Linked DNA regions of Gossypium arboreum: region 1 is linked to region 2. A link is a contact called in public Hi-C data. All regions are on one chromosome and are shown on one strand. Each heading gives the region's core, a stretch centred on a gene start, on an enhancer-like site or on the middle of the called end of the contact. The rest is flanking DNA. Distances are from core to core; before and after follow the strand shown. Region 1 has its middle 31 kb from the start of LOC128291112. Region 2 holds the start of LOC108460254.

What was found. A called contact is a pair of places that touch in the nucleus more often than the background predicts.
Region 1: a Hi-C map of leaf shows a contact between it and region 2, with 2.9 times the contacts expected there. The contact joins the enhancer-like site here to the promoter of LOC108460254 in region 2. A contact is called at or near these places in 2 of 5 Hi-C or Micro-C datasets (both in leaf).

The regions. Positions count from the first base shown.
Region 1 is chr3:122,981,525-122,988,521 of ASM2569848v2, reverse strand. No RefSeq gene overlaps it. Among protein-coding and RNA genes, the nearest start is that of LOC128291112, 31 kb to the right of the region's middle. Within about 2 kb of position 3,396, at least 1 of the 2 cell types and tissues checked has an H3K27ac peak or open chromatin away from gene starts, as enhancers often do. A contact at or near this core is called in leaf, where this site is marked.
Region 2 is chr3:122,800,856-122,807,538 of ASM2569848v2, reverse strand. LOC108460254 reads left to right here and starts at 1,737. Exons shown (of 12, transcript XM_017759686.2): 1 at 1,737-2,017; 2 at 2,771-2,830; 3 at 2,923-2,976; 4 at 3,059-3,119; 5 at 3,262-3,338; 6 at 3,646-3,695; 7 at 4,452-4,534; 8 at 5,044-5,114; 9 at 5,202-5,355; 10 at 6,101-6,243; 11 at 6,323-6,421; 12 at 6,614-6,683. The coding sequence starts at 1,979.

The DNA.
Region 1 (6,997 bases), core at 2,147-4,646, 180 kb before region 2:
AAGTCTTATCTTCCTGAGGTAGCAAGGAAGTAGACTGAAATTACAAATCTTATCTCCATGTATCGGCTATGGAGTAGATCGAAGATGGTGAGTCTTATCTCTAAGTATCGGCTATGGAGCAGGTTTTAATCACTGGCTTTGTCTCCCTGAAGTTGCAGTGGAGCAGGTTGAAGTCACAAACCTTATCTTCTTGAAGTTATTATAAGACTACTTGAAGAAGAGGAGCACCAAAGAAGTAAAAGATTCGGCAAGACCGGACAAAATTGGTCCTATTAGGGTCTTTGCTTTGTTCTCATTATACAACAATGGGCAAAGAAGGGCAGTTGTAAGACCCAGTTTTGGCCCGGTCCCATACACATACAAAAACCAAAAAATGAAACAAAAATATTAAATATCCATTTACAAAACCCAGCCCAAAATACAAGCTAAGTTACAAATTGCCCAACAACATAGGCCCAAACTTAGAAACCCTAGGGTTTCCATCTATTTTGCGCCGCAGCAATGGCCACCAGCAGCCTCCACGTACCATGCACGACCCCCGATTGGCACATTGTTCGCCCCACGTCCGTGCGCTCCGCTCCCATGTCTTCACGACCTGCAACACGAGCAAGAAAATAGCCTTAAACCGCTTGTATTTGGCTATAAAAGCTTTCAAGTTTTGATGGTAAAGGGGTTTTTTTTTTCTTCAGAGAAATAGAATACAAAATACACACAAAATCAATAGAGAGTAACCAAGATATTTCAAAGATGGTTATTTATTACTATTTTCTTCTATTTTTTTCCTTTTTTCATTTTTTTATTCAAATCCACGATTTATATACTGAAATGTAATAAAAGAGGAAGGATAGATATACTTCCCGATTCACCTAGCAAAAGGATCTTCCGTTGGTTGTCCACGGTGGCGTGTGCGATGGAAAGCGGTGGTGTTTGAGGGCCTGGGTAATTCGGATGAAGAGGGTGTGAGAGGGCTGAGAAAGCATATCAAAACTTAGGTTTTTTAAAAACAAAGTTAAAACATTTTTAAGCAAAAAAAAAAAAATTAAAATAGGCTTTATTTAAATAATAAAATAAAATAGCATGGGGTTTGGAAGTCAGTACGTGTGTTTGACTTGGTCCACGTGCATTTTCCCCTTAGATGGTTAATTTGTGTAATCAATCCCCCTCTTTCGTACCGGCATTCAATCAAGCCCATTTATGTTTTCTTTGACTCTTTTAAATTTGTCCCTAGAATTTGCATGTTATTTTAATTTAACCCATACTTAAGTGCTGCGTTTTGGAGATTTGGTTTATTGTTTTTTTCAATCCTTCATGATTGATGCGCATTGAGTTTTAGTCCCTGACTTCATCCCAATAGTTGGTTTTATTTGTTAATTACCCCTTTAGTTTACATTTACCCTTATTGAGCATTTTAGTTTTTGTAGTTCTTGTTTTTTTAAAACCTGTTATGTCATAAACTGTTTGTTAATTTTGCATTGTTGTAGCATGCTGTTTTTATGTTTTTGTTTGTTTTATTATATAGTTATTATGTTACAGTTCTTTTATATCATGTAGTTTAGAAGTTTTTGAGTTATATTTAATTAAAATATGTTTATATATTATCATGTATAATTTGTGATAGAATTAGCCTTGTTTTATGTATATTGTTTATATTAAGTTTTTCCGTTCCATAAATATTATTTATTTAAATTGACTTTTTTATACTCATTATTTATTTTAAAATGTCATTTATGCATTATTATTTCATATATTACTTTTTTTCCTTCTTGGCTTGTTTCAAATATTCATGTGAATTACTTACTTCAAGATTTTCGTATATAGTTGTTTGTTTGCATATCGACGACTCCAAATTGCATTTCTTGTATATCATTTATTTGTTTATTTATTTTAAGGCTTGTTGCATGTTATTTATGCTTGGTATTTTATTCAAATTTACTTTTAATTTATTAGCCTTTGAATATTAATGTCGGCATTGGCATGATGTATGATATGTCGCCATCGTATGCACCCAAACTTATTCCTTCCAAATTTCATATTATATTCATTGGTGTAATATTTTATCTATTGTTCCATGTGTGTGTAACTTTGATTTTTCTATGATATTGCATCGGGATTCAGATTTCAATGTTTGTTGGCCGTCTCATTTTTATTCTAAGTGAATCAAGTGAAGGCGTTTTGAGCCGATTTTGCGATTGTATATTTGAAAAACTCCCAAAACAAAAGGCGATGTTTGATGTTTTGGAAATTTGGGAAATTGTATCCTAACGTGCTGAGTTTCGATTTTCTGTTTGCCCAAAACAATCAAACATCCCTTAAAATTTCATCCGTGTTTTTTATATGTCAAAACAAGGCAATGTTTTGTGTTTGGAAATTTGAGGAATCGTGCCCTGACGTGCTGGGTTTCGATTTATCGTTGGACCAAATAACTGAATACCCTTCTAAAATTTCGTCATGTGTTTTGGAAATCATGAGGTGATCTCAGTTTTTGGAGGCGTAAAATATTGTGTCCTAACGTGCTGGATGTGGTATTTTATATCTTTGGAACGAGTGAATCTTAAGATCCAACTCAAGTTATTTACACATTTTTAAGGGGATCGTATTTTAATATTTTTCCTTCAAATTTTTTTTTAGACATAAGGACGTTATTTAATCAATTGGCACCAATTTTGGGCGTACGAGGGTACTAACCTTTCCTCATGCGTAACCGACTCCCGAACTCTTTTCTCGAATTCCGTAGATCCAAAATCATTGTTTTACTGAATCAAAATGTTTTATTAAAATGATCAATTTTAAGGTGATCTGATCACACCTAAACTAAAAGATCGGTGGCGACTCCATACCTCATTTTAAGTCGATCCCCGTTTTTCAAACGTAAAAATAGTTTTGACAGTAGAAAATAATTATATTTTGTTGTAGTCATATCTTTTAGCTTTTGTTTCTTGTTTAGTAAATTTTTTTTATGTAAATACATGTTAAATATTTAATTATTTAATTGTGATAATAACTTTCTGAATTTTGTTTTACTTTTATATTTTAATAAAATTTATTTCCATTAGAACCTTATAAATTTACTAAACAATTAAATAATTAGTCAACGTTAATATACAATTAAATTAAATATAAATATAAATTTAAATGTTACTTTAATTGAAGTCAAATATATTTTATTTATGAAAGTAGTCAAATATATTTACTTTTATAGGACTTCAAAATATAATTTCATTATTTTACTTAAAAACTATTAAACTTATTACCACTGAAAGATTATAATTTAGTGTTATATTTGGCTGACAATTAATTCACTAGAAATAGATTTTTGTTTGGACCAAACCATATAGGATTTTGCATAAGAAGTAAGGACTTAAGTAAAGTAAAACCCATCGAATTATGGACTGGAAATACTGGGTCAGACAAATAATCCGACCCTACTTATTGGGTTATATAGTACGTATACAGCATATTGGGTTACACCAAATAACTTTGGCCCAATGGGTTCCATTTTCATTTTGACATTTGCAATGAAAAGTAATAATGTAACATCTAATTAAGGCTATGAAAGGTGAAAAGTAAACAAAAATATTAGTGACAACTATATTCTTTTGTTTCCTAATTATGTTTTAGAGTAAAATCTGATACTATTATAATATATATTTCAAACTTTAAATTTAGACGTGTCAGGTTACTCACTTGATCCAATAAGTTCAATTTGACTCACATTATTGATTAATTATATTTATTAGTCAGTCTTTCTTAAAGAAAATATTATTATTAATAAGAATTATGAATAATATCCTTTATATAAAAAATTAAAAGAAAAATAAATTGATAGTAATTACCACATGAATTAAATTTTTGAAATTTTCATCTTAACCTTGCCATCATCAAACTAACCTAATGACGAAATCCAATGAACTAAGAAACCACTGCCAAGAGCCCCAAAAGATCCATTATATCAATTATGCACAAAAGACCAAGTTCTAGATGACCTATCATCTACATCATCATCTTGGAGTCCAATTTTACAAACACCGTCACCGTGCTCTATCATGATAAGGTCATTTGAGAATGATTTCTAATAAATCTAGTGGCACTCTTACATTAGCAAATCCTATATATACACAGACAACACGACTAGCAACTAAAAATAAAACCACCACTACTTTCTTAGAAAACAAAGTAAACAAGAACTGCAATAGATTTTAGAGAAAATATTTTTAACAAAAACAAAACCATAATAGTGTGGACTAAAATAACAACCACTATAGCTTTAAGATATAACAGAGTATACTGAAAATAAAAACAAAAGAAAAAAAATTAAGGAATACTACTGAAAAAAACTACGATCAATAACCAACCTAGAGACCTACGCCATTGTCTGTAAGGCTAAGATTTGGTTTAAGAAAATTTAGTGGCTCAAGTCAGTCCAAACTTAACCTAATTTATACTTGAATAAAAAAAAAAATTAAACTATACTTAGTCCATACATCCATTTTTAACTATATATAGTATTAAAATATATTCCAATATCATTTGTTGGGAGTATATTGTATTTCACAGAATCTCACATCCTTTAGTTAAGTCCCTTAAGTTTTATTTATAAAATATTACATACTATTGGGTTTGTAAGAGCCAAAATGAGAGGATAGACGCGCGCGCACAAGAATTGAGCGTGAAAGCTCAATTAAATGTAAATCAATGTATCCCCCTTACACAATACAAAGCGAAGCTTGTTCTATTTTTACTTCAAGATTTTTTTTTATGAAAATCCTTTTCTCAACTGTTTGATTTGCTTTATCATTATTTTATTTTATTTTATTTATATTTTGGTTCAAAGTGCTTATTTGGAAATTCATAATTTTCTCAAATTATTTGACTTCAAATTATTTGACTAACATTCAAATTTCCTAAAGAAACATTTTTTACTAAATTTAGCTTAATGCTTTTAATTTGTCATTCCTACTCCATATTTTTCTTCAAAACAGATGTGCTTGTTGAATCCTATAGGATGATATGCTACTTGCGAAATATCCTTAAGGACATTGTTAGTCACGCTTCAAGCAGGAAATTGATCCTTCATCATTCTGTACTTTCCAGCAATCTTAAGGATATTATCGAATCCAACTTCAAACGTTGTTGCTAACATCCCTTCCTCTGTTGATGTTGTTGCCAACAATGTCAGCATTCCAAGCAATGTTGCGTATGTTGCTACTATTACTATCCCAGTTTCAATGTTGCCTACTACTTCTTATGCAAAATCATTTCCTAACATCTTCTTTGTACTTGGAATATATGTAGTTGCGTTTGCACTTACAAAAGTGCAGACATTTGATGCCTTAGATAAATAAAGAGAAATATGTGTACAAGCAAACAAGGTATGCAGACACACCATAATTTCAACACTTTCTGTAACACCCCAAACCCGTGACCGTCACCGGATTTGACCACGAGGTGTTACCGGGCTTACTTTACTTATTCCTCTCTTGAAATTTTTTTTTTTTTGTTCTCCTTTTTCTGTTCCAGGCAGGCTAGTTAACTGCGTCACTGTCACCTTAAAAATCATATCTCGAGTTCCAGAACTCGAAAATGATTTCTGTCAATTTTCCCTGAAACTAGACTCATATATCCATCCATGGATTTATTTCTAGAATTTTTGGTCGGGCCAATTGGTACAGTTTATTAGTTAAAGTCACCCCTGTTTCAGGGTTCAACTACACTGACCTTTGCGCATTACGACCTGGATATCATCTTGTACAGAGCTCTAATGCTCATGCCGTTTGTTTCTAATAAAACTAGACTCAAAGGGGAATCTATGCATATAAGGCATGACTTCTAATTGTTTCTGGATAATTTATGGTAAATTTTCCAAGTCGGAGCAGGGGATCCAGAAACCGTTCTGGCCCTGTTTCGCGAAAACTTGAATATCTCTTAAAATACAGCTCATACGGTCGTTTCGTTTCGTCCATATGAAAATAGATTCATCAAGGTTAAATTTCATAATTTATTCACTATTTAATTCTACTTATACTATTTTTAGTGATTTTTCCATCTCACCTCACTGCTGCTGGCAGCATCTGGTACTAAAGCAAACAATGACTATTTCATAATTCTTCCATGGCCAACTATTTCATCATACATAATACAAACTATGGCCACCTTATCAAAATTAAGGTTTCTAAGGCTCGTGCCTATAGGTTTTAGATTCACACTCAACCGACCACATAGGCCATCTTCGCATGGCTTAAAGTTTACAACCCGAGATTCAACAAAACAAAATAGCCTATACATGCCAAATGTTCTCCTAGTTCAACTACGAAGACAATACCAAAAGATTTCCAGCCGGTGTGATGACTTCAACGACGGTTCCGAGCACATAAACGATACGAGTCCAAGAGACCTAAAATGGGTGACAAGAAAACACCGAGTGAGTTTATAACTCAGTAAGTCATAAGCATTCGACAACCATCCATTAATAAAATTATCACAACATGAAACAATAAACGAGGCTAGGTACTCCATCCATATCGAAACTATACCATAATTCCTCGGACCTTTCGGTTCAATCTCATACCAAGTCATACATCCACATTTCATATTCTATACAATACGATATTTGAGGCATTTTTACACACCAACTCATTTTTACCACAATCATACAATTGCAATCATCACATAGATTTAAAGCTTACCAAGCTCAACCCCGAGCATGAACATATTGCCCATTCGTCATGAGCTCAAGGTACTTACCCGATCCGCTGTCCAGGATTAACTCGATAATGTCGCACACTCAGTGCCAATTGTAATGCAAGAGCATATAGTGAATCCGCACACTTAGTGCTATATATATTCAGCTCGCACACTTAGTGCTATATAATCAAACTCGCACACTTAGTGCTGTACAATTTTAAACCCGCACACTCAAGTGCCAATCTTGTCACCGTGTCCATTTATACCGCACACTTAGTGCCGAGACCAATACCTTATGCATTTTGCTGCCTTTATA
Region 2 (6,683 bases), core at 488-2,987:
TTATAAATGGATGAATATACTACACTAAGGGCACCAAAACCCAACAATATGATCATATGTAATTAATAGTAAAAATTAGAAATTTTAAAGATAATTTAATTAATAGTGATGAAGTATAGATAAAATAAGTTAATTAAATTTTTTGTACTTACATTTTCATCTAATATTATGAATCCAATGCCAATGAATTCATTATTTTGTCGCACATTAACCGCATGTTATATTCTAATGATGCGAACCTTCAATTTCCAAATCTCGTCTACAGCTGCAAGTTAGGGAATGACGTTGTAGCTCTGCATCATATCCTTTGAAAAAAAATAAAAAAAATATTAAAATAGTCATATGACTAATTAATTGATATGTCCATACATGACAACCAAACTCCAACATGACTTTTATTTATGATCATTGCAAAACATATCTTGATGGGAAACCATCTTCGTGAATGGTCATTTTATATAAGATGGACAAATTTGCATTTGAATAAAAAATTGTTAACCAATATGAGTCTGCTTCAATCAATGGTGAGCCCAATTTTGTTACAATCAACCTAGTGTCCAAGACTTTGGTTTATATTTATAAGAAGCATAATCGAAACACCAACTTTCAACTGAATTTTATGGTTGGGAATTCCGATGAATTTCAAAGAGTTTTAAGAATTTAGGAGGATATAATACAAATTGTTGTTCAAAATGAATATTATTAACTCTATCACCAACCTTATTTGACGGTGACAAAATAGTTCTATCCTTTATAAACGTTGAATTCTTAAAATTTCTTTCCAAATCGGGATAAGTGAATTCAACAATGTCACAAAATGAACCAGATCCATGTGGAATTATTTGCGACATATCATCCCCATCATGTTTGATAGATAGTAGGTAATCTACCATCACCAAATTCAACAGCCACTTATTGAAAGCAGAGATAGAAGAAGTTGTTGAATTCATATGAAATCGCATGTTTATGGTTAATTGGAAAAGGTCACAGTGATCCCATATTCTATACTTGGTAATATAGAAGTTGAAATAATAACACTGCGCCTGCCCCAAGGAACATGTAATATTTGTCTGAAATCCCCTCGCAACAACATATTTACCCCATCAAATAACTTATTTTCTGATGAATGATCATTGCATCGCAGAATATCCTACAACATGTACATCAGCCATTGGTGCTTCATCCCATTTAATCAGACTTGTCTTCCTTAGTAATCCAGCTAATGATGTACCTTACTTAACTTCGCAAGAAGAATTATTGCTTGATTTCAATGGGATCTTAAATGTTGAATGTGTTGTTCATCCACCATAATGCAACAATCTTACCCTCAGATCTTATTCGAGTAGTGACTCCTCCATAAATATGTTTTCCATGTGCCACCACTTGAATACAAAAAAGTGAAGCATCCAAAATTGTTATAAACAAAATTGATAACTGCATCGTATACGATCTTTGATCGACATTAAGACCATTACATAGTTCACTGTGTTTGTACTGCCAACTCGTCCCTATCATAATTAATGAATTAACTTCATCATGATGTAGATTAGAGTTGTTATAATTAGTTAACTGTTGGTATTTGTTTCAAGACATGGGTGATTATGAACCTTGAAAACAAGAATATAGTAAATCAACTAAAATACTTAACAAAAAGTTACTCCACTCTACCAAACGTGGAGTTCAATTCTCATACTACTATTTATGCTCTTGAGTTTGTATCTTCGATTAAAAAATTACGGAAATGTTATTCAATACGGGTGAGTTTCATTTGAGTGAGCACAAAATTTACCTTAAATTGAGATCGCACTGTAGGCCCAGTGCAATGGAGTTTCCGTAAATGATCCAACGAGTTTAAGCCCAAACCAGAATCCACCTCAATACTTCAGTAACAAATAAACCTATTCCAAGCTCATCGCTGATTTCTATATTGTTTGCTTTTATCTCCTGAACTTCAGTCTTCAGCTTCGACACAGAAACAATGGGTTATTCCAAGGATCAGCTGCTTGCTCGTTTAAAGGTTTCCTCTTTTTGATTTCTGGATAGCTTTTAGTTCTAATCTTTGTACAGTTAGTATCTAATTCGCAATATCCATTCAGTTTTTGGGAAATGATTCATTATTTAAACTACAATTGTGATTTGGGTTTTCATTATTTTTATTTAAATTCATTTATTTTCAGGGTAAGAATGGAGCAAATAAAGTGTCAAAACACAAATTAGGCTGTTACAATATGGTTTTCTCTGCTAAAATTATGAACTTTTATAGATATTTACACTATGAATTGGTGGAAATATTGTGAATTGTAACCAGTGGCCGATCTTGCCATTTGATTTTGGGGGCCAATTAGGAAACTAAGTATGTAGTTTGACCAATAGCTTAAAGCTGTGATCTTAAAGATGAAAATAGAAGAACACAAGGTGACAGATAACAATTTAAATTTATAATGCACAAAATTAAATTATAAACAAAATAAATAAATATAAATATATACAATTTAAATTTTTTTTTTGGGGGGTGGGGTGGGGTGGGGTAACAAGTTAATTTAGTTTAGCGCACACACTCACTCAAGATGTTTCCAAAATGGCCCGTGACTCCCATGGCAATTCACCATTGATTGCAATCCTTCTAATTATATAGTTTTGATTCAGCACTATTTCTCTGTTTGTATCTGGTTATGATTGAATTCAAGAATTTATGGCCTTGCTTCAGTTTATGGTTGCTTTTCTTCTTTTGCATCTCTAGTGACTGGTATGTGCATTGGATTTTTTTCAGGAGCTTCAAATTGATTTTTCCCAGTATGAACATCCTGTTGTTTTGACTGTCGAAGCTCAGGTAAAAGAAGAGTGCTAAACTTAGCCGATGAGTCCCTTTTGAGTAAACAAACTCATGCATTTCATGGATTCTAAAATTTTTCTTCTCATCAGGCAAAATATGTTGGGAATGTGGGAGGTGCACTGAGCAAAAATCTGTTCTTGAAGGTATACACCGAATGAAAATTGGCATTGTTTCTGATGGATTATTCGAAACTTTCTGAGTGATTGCAAATGTTTATCCATGCAGGACAAAAAACATAGGTACTATGTTGTGTCTGCCCTTGCAGATACGAAAGTAGATATGAAAGGTACATACTTTCTTTCCTGCTTTATTTTTTGTATAATGCATGGAAATAGTTTATTGGTCTCATATATTGGTCTCAATATGGAAATTTTGAAGTAACTTTGAGAGGTTAATGTGAGTTTCATGTGGCTTTCAAAGCTGTGCAGTTTTATCTCAGAGGCTTGGTTTAGGAAAAGGTGGTCTAAGAATGGCTCCAGAAGAGGCATTGGGTGAGATACTTAAGGTGGGCAAATATATAAGTTCTTTTACACTTGTTTGTTATCAAATTTTTGGAGGTCATGTTATTATTAATGGATTTAGTTAAAGAAAAAATGACAAGCTACTTCTTTTCTTAGAAGATAAATAAATTTGGTAATCAATGTTTACGCATATAAATGATTGCCAAATATATGATTAGAAGATTATAGTTTACTATTTTATATTGTTGCTTTTGTTTCCACGCCCTCCCCCCCCCCCCCCTTTCAATAATGATTGTTATATGTATTTGCATTTCATTATTTTATGTTGCTTCTGTTTTCTTTTTTTTTAAGGTGCCACTTGGATGTGTTACTCCATTTGCTCTAGTAAATGAATCTGCAAGGTATTTAAGTTTTATTTCCTTCAAGCTTTGAATTTACATTCATTTTAGTGCTGAATGGTACATGGAGAATTATCTTCCTAAGATCTTGAATTTAAGTAAATTCTGTTGCCTTATATATTAGAAGGGAAGTCCTTGAAGCTTTAGTAGCTTTTTCCTTTGCCAAATTGTATAGAAAGTCCTTGTATTATACTTTTTTGGTGGATTTAGTCACTTTTTTTTGTCTTCTTTAAATGTGCAAAATTTGTCTAATTGTACAAAAATGACAATGTCACATGTTTTAAAAAAAAAAAGCTACGGAATTAACAAAAAAAAAATAGCCATAGGACTGAAAATACACATTTTGAGAAGTAGAGGGATATAAGTGATCAATTACAGTAGAGGGATTAAATCTGCAAAAATGCATAGTACAAGGGCCTCTTACCCAATTTGATCTTTTTTCTTTTTGCATTCGTGTGTGAATGAAGTGGCTTTGCCAATGTGAAAACCAAAGAAAAATAATGTATCGAGCACTGCAAAACCTTCTGCAATAGAAGATGATTCTAGTGTTAATGATCATTAGGCCTAAATTCTAGTGCAGTTTCTTCTCCCTTCTCCCTTCTTTCTCCTTCTCCTTCCCCTTTCTCTTATCTCTCTATTATGGATTCTGTGCTTAATTGTTTGTCTGTAAAGATTTGCTTTTTTGGCGGTTTTCTTCGTTGTATTTCTAGTGTTAATTTTCTGTTCCCTTTTTTTTTTTTTTTTTTTTTCCATTTAAAGTCATGTCTCGCTATTGTTGGATAAAGGATTCAAAACTCAAGAGCGTTGCATCTTTCACCCACTTTCCAATGACATGTCAATCTGTAAGTTGGAATATATATACACCTTTTTTTCACCTTTTTGCAGAAAGATATATTCACGTTCTTGTTTTTCGTATTCAGTTCCATGCTTTATTTTGTTACCTAAAATGATTGGAGTGGTTGTAGGCGATTATTTCAAGATGGAATATGTTGAGAAGTAAATATCTTATGCTTTAGCATTGTTTTAACCTATTGCCTTTTTATATGGACAACATAAGCAAAAATGCTGGTTACGCTGAACCATCAATTCGATTCTTAGTGTCCCATTTTTAGTTCTTCCTATCAATTATTTGTTACGAGTATGAATGCTATGTGTCATGGTATATGCAATTTGGGTTACTCAGGCATAGAACTCTTGTGATAGAAAAAAGGGACTGATTTACTAGGCTTTGGCTTAATATAACTGGAAATCAATGAGGAAACTTAGTCGTTATAGCTCTATATACCTTGGTGTCAGAACTTTTTATCTTTTCGGCATCTGTTTAAACTAACTTCCAATAATTTATTTCCAGCTCTTAATGCCTTTGGTCTTGACAAGTTTCTTAAATCAATTGGGAGAGACCCAACTTATATTGATCTGGAGGTGATTTTACTTTTTCCTTGATGTGTCCCATGTCACTGGTAATGACTTGTCAATTCAGCTAATCTAATATCCATTTACCGTTGGTAGGCTAACCCTCCTGTAGGAAAAGATCAACCTCCTGATCTAGCTTCTTTAGTTCCATTGGGTTCCACAGTTCTGCCTGATCTTCCCGAGAAAACCCCTTCACAAGATTCATCTGGAAATCATCCTAGTGCTGGTAATAATTCTACAGCAGTTACAGGTAATTTATCCATAAGAATTGTCATTTACCACTCTGTTTTCTACCGTAAGATTCTCACTTTCTTGCCCCAGTTACAACTTCCTAAATTTTGATCCTATTGTAATGTTTCAAGAAAATCAAAACTAAGTTTTATCTATTGCTTCATTTAAATGAATTGTTGACATTGTTTTTAAGAATTTGACATGCTTGAAGTCTAGATCACCATTCCTCTGTTTCTATTTGATCCTGAGACCAACTTCTGTTTTGGGTTCCAAAAATTAGCCTGCCATTTGTTCTTATAGCTGTAGCTTTTATACTAATCACTTTATTGTGTTGCACAACTTGGGCACAAAGATGCTGAATTTAATAGTTTCAACTTATGATGCTGAATTTAATAGTTTCAACTTAGGATTGTGATAAATATGACAAAATTTTGCATCTAGCTAGCGGTAATGGGCTTTGTTGACAGTTTGTTAAGGTTAAGTGAATTTTATTTTTCTTTTGATCGAGGTGGTGATTTAATGTCAATGGTTGCAAAACAATGGTGCCAATCTTACATTAGGAATCTGTTTCTTGTCTGGATTAACACTGATTGTCATTTCATCTGTTAATAAAAAACAATATTGTTGGTATCAGAAATTCGAGAAGAACTGTAATGTTGTTTGCATGATAATTGAGTTTCTAGCTCTGCTGTTGATTGCCTATATAGTGATGTAGGAATCAATTTGGTCTAAACAATATAACCCTTTCTCTTCTCTCTATGTAGCAAAAGCTGAAAAGCCATCTAGTGCTGTGCAAAATGTTAAGGAGAAATCTGTCAATGGTGTTCGACCATCGATTCCTTCCACAGATGCTGGGAAATTTGTGGAAGAGCTTCTGGATAGAACATCTACCTTACTGCTATCAGAAGTAAGCTTATTCTAATACTTCTGTCAACCTGATATTTTTCCTTCTTTATTTTCCCCCCTTACTTATGAACTGATTACAGATTTCCGAAGATTCCATCAAGCGACATGGTGGACAATTAGGAGCTGAAGTAGCGAATAATATTAGAAAATGTCTTAGAGAAGATCTAAAGAATCTCGCTGTAAGTATTATGCAGTAACAGTTAAATATTTCCTTCATTATTTAGTATATAACTCTTGGTGATTCTTTTGAATAAACCTAAAGAAACTGTTCAGGTTTTGTAATAGTTTTTTGTTTCGCTTCAACCCACAAGTGCCCTGTTTATTTTAGTTTTCAAGTTTATTCTAACAGAAATGATGGGTTTCCATTGCAGACAATATTCAAGAACACGGCATACACAGAAGGGTTTTATGCCGGTACTCACTATCAACCCAAGCGTCTTT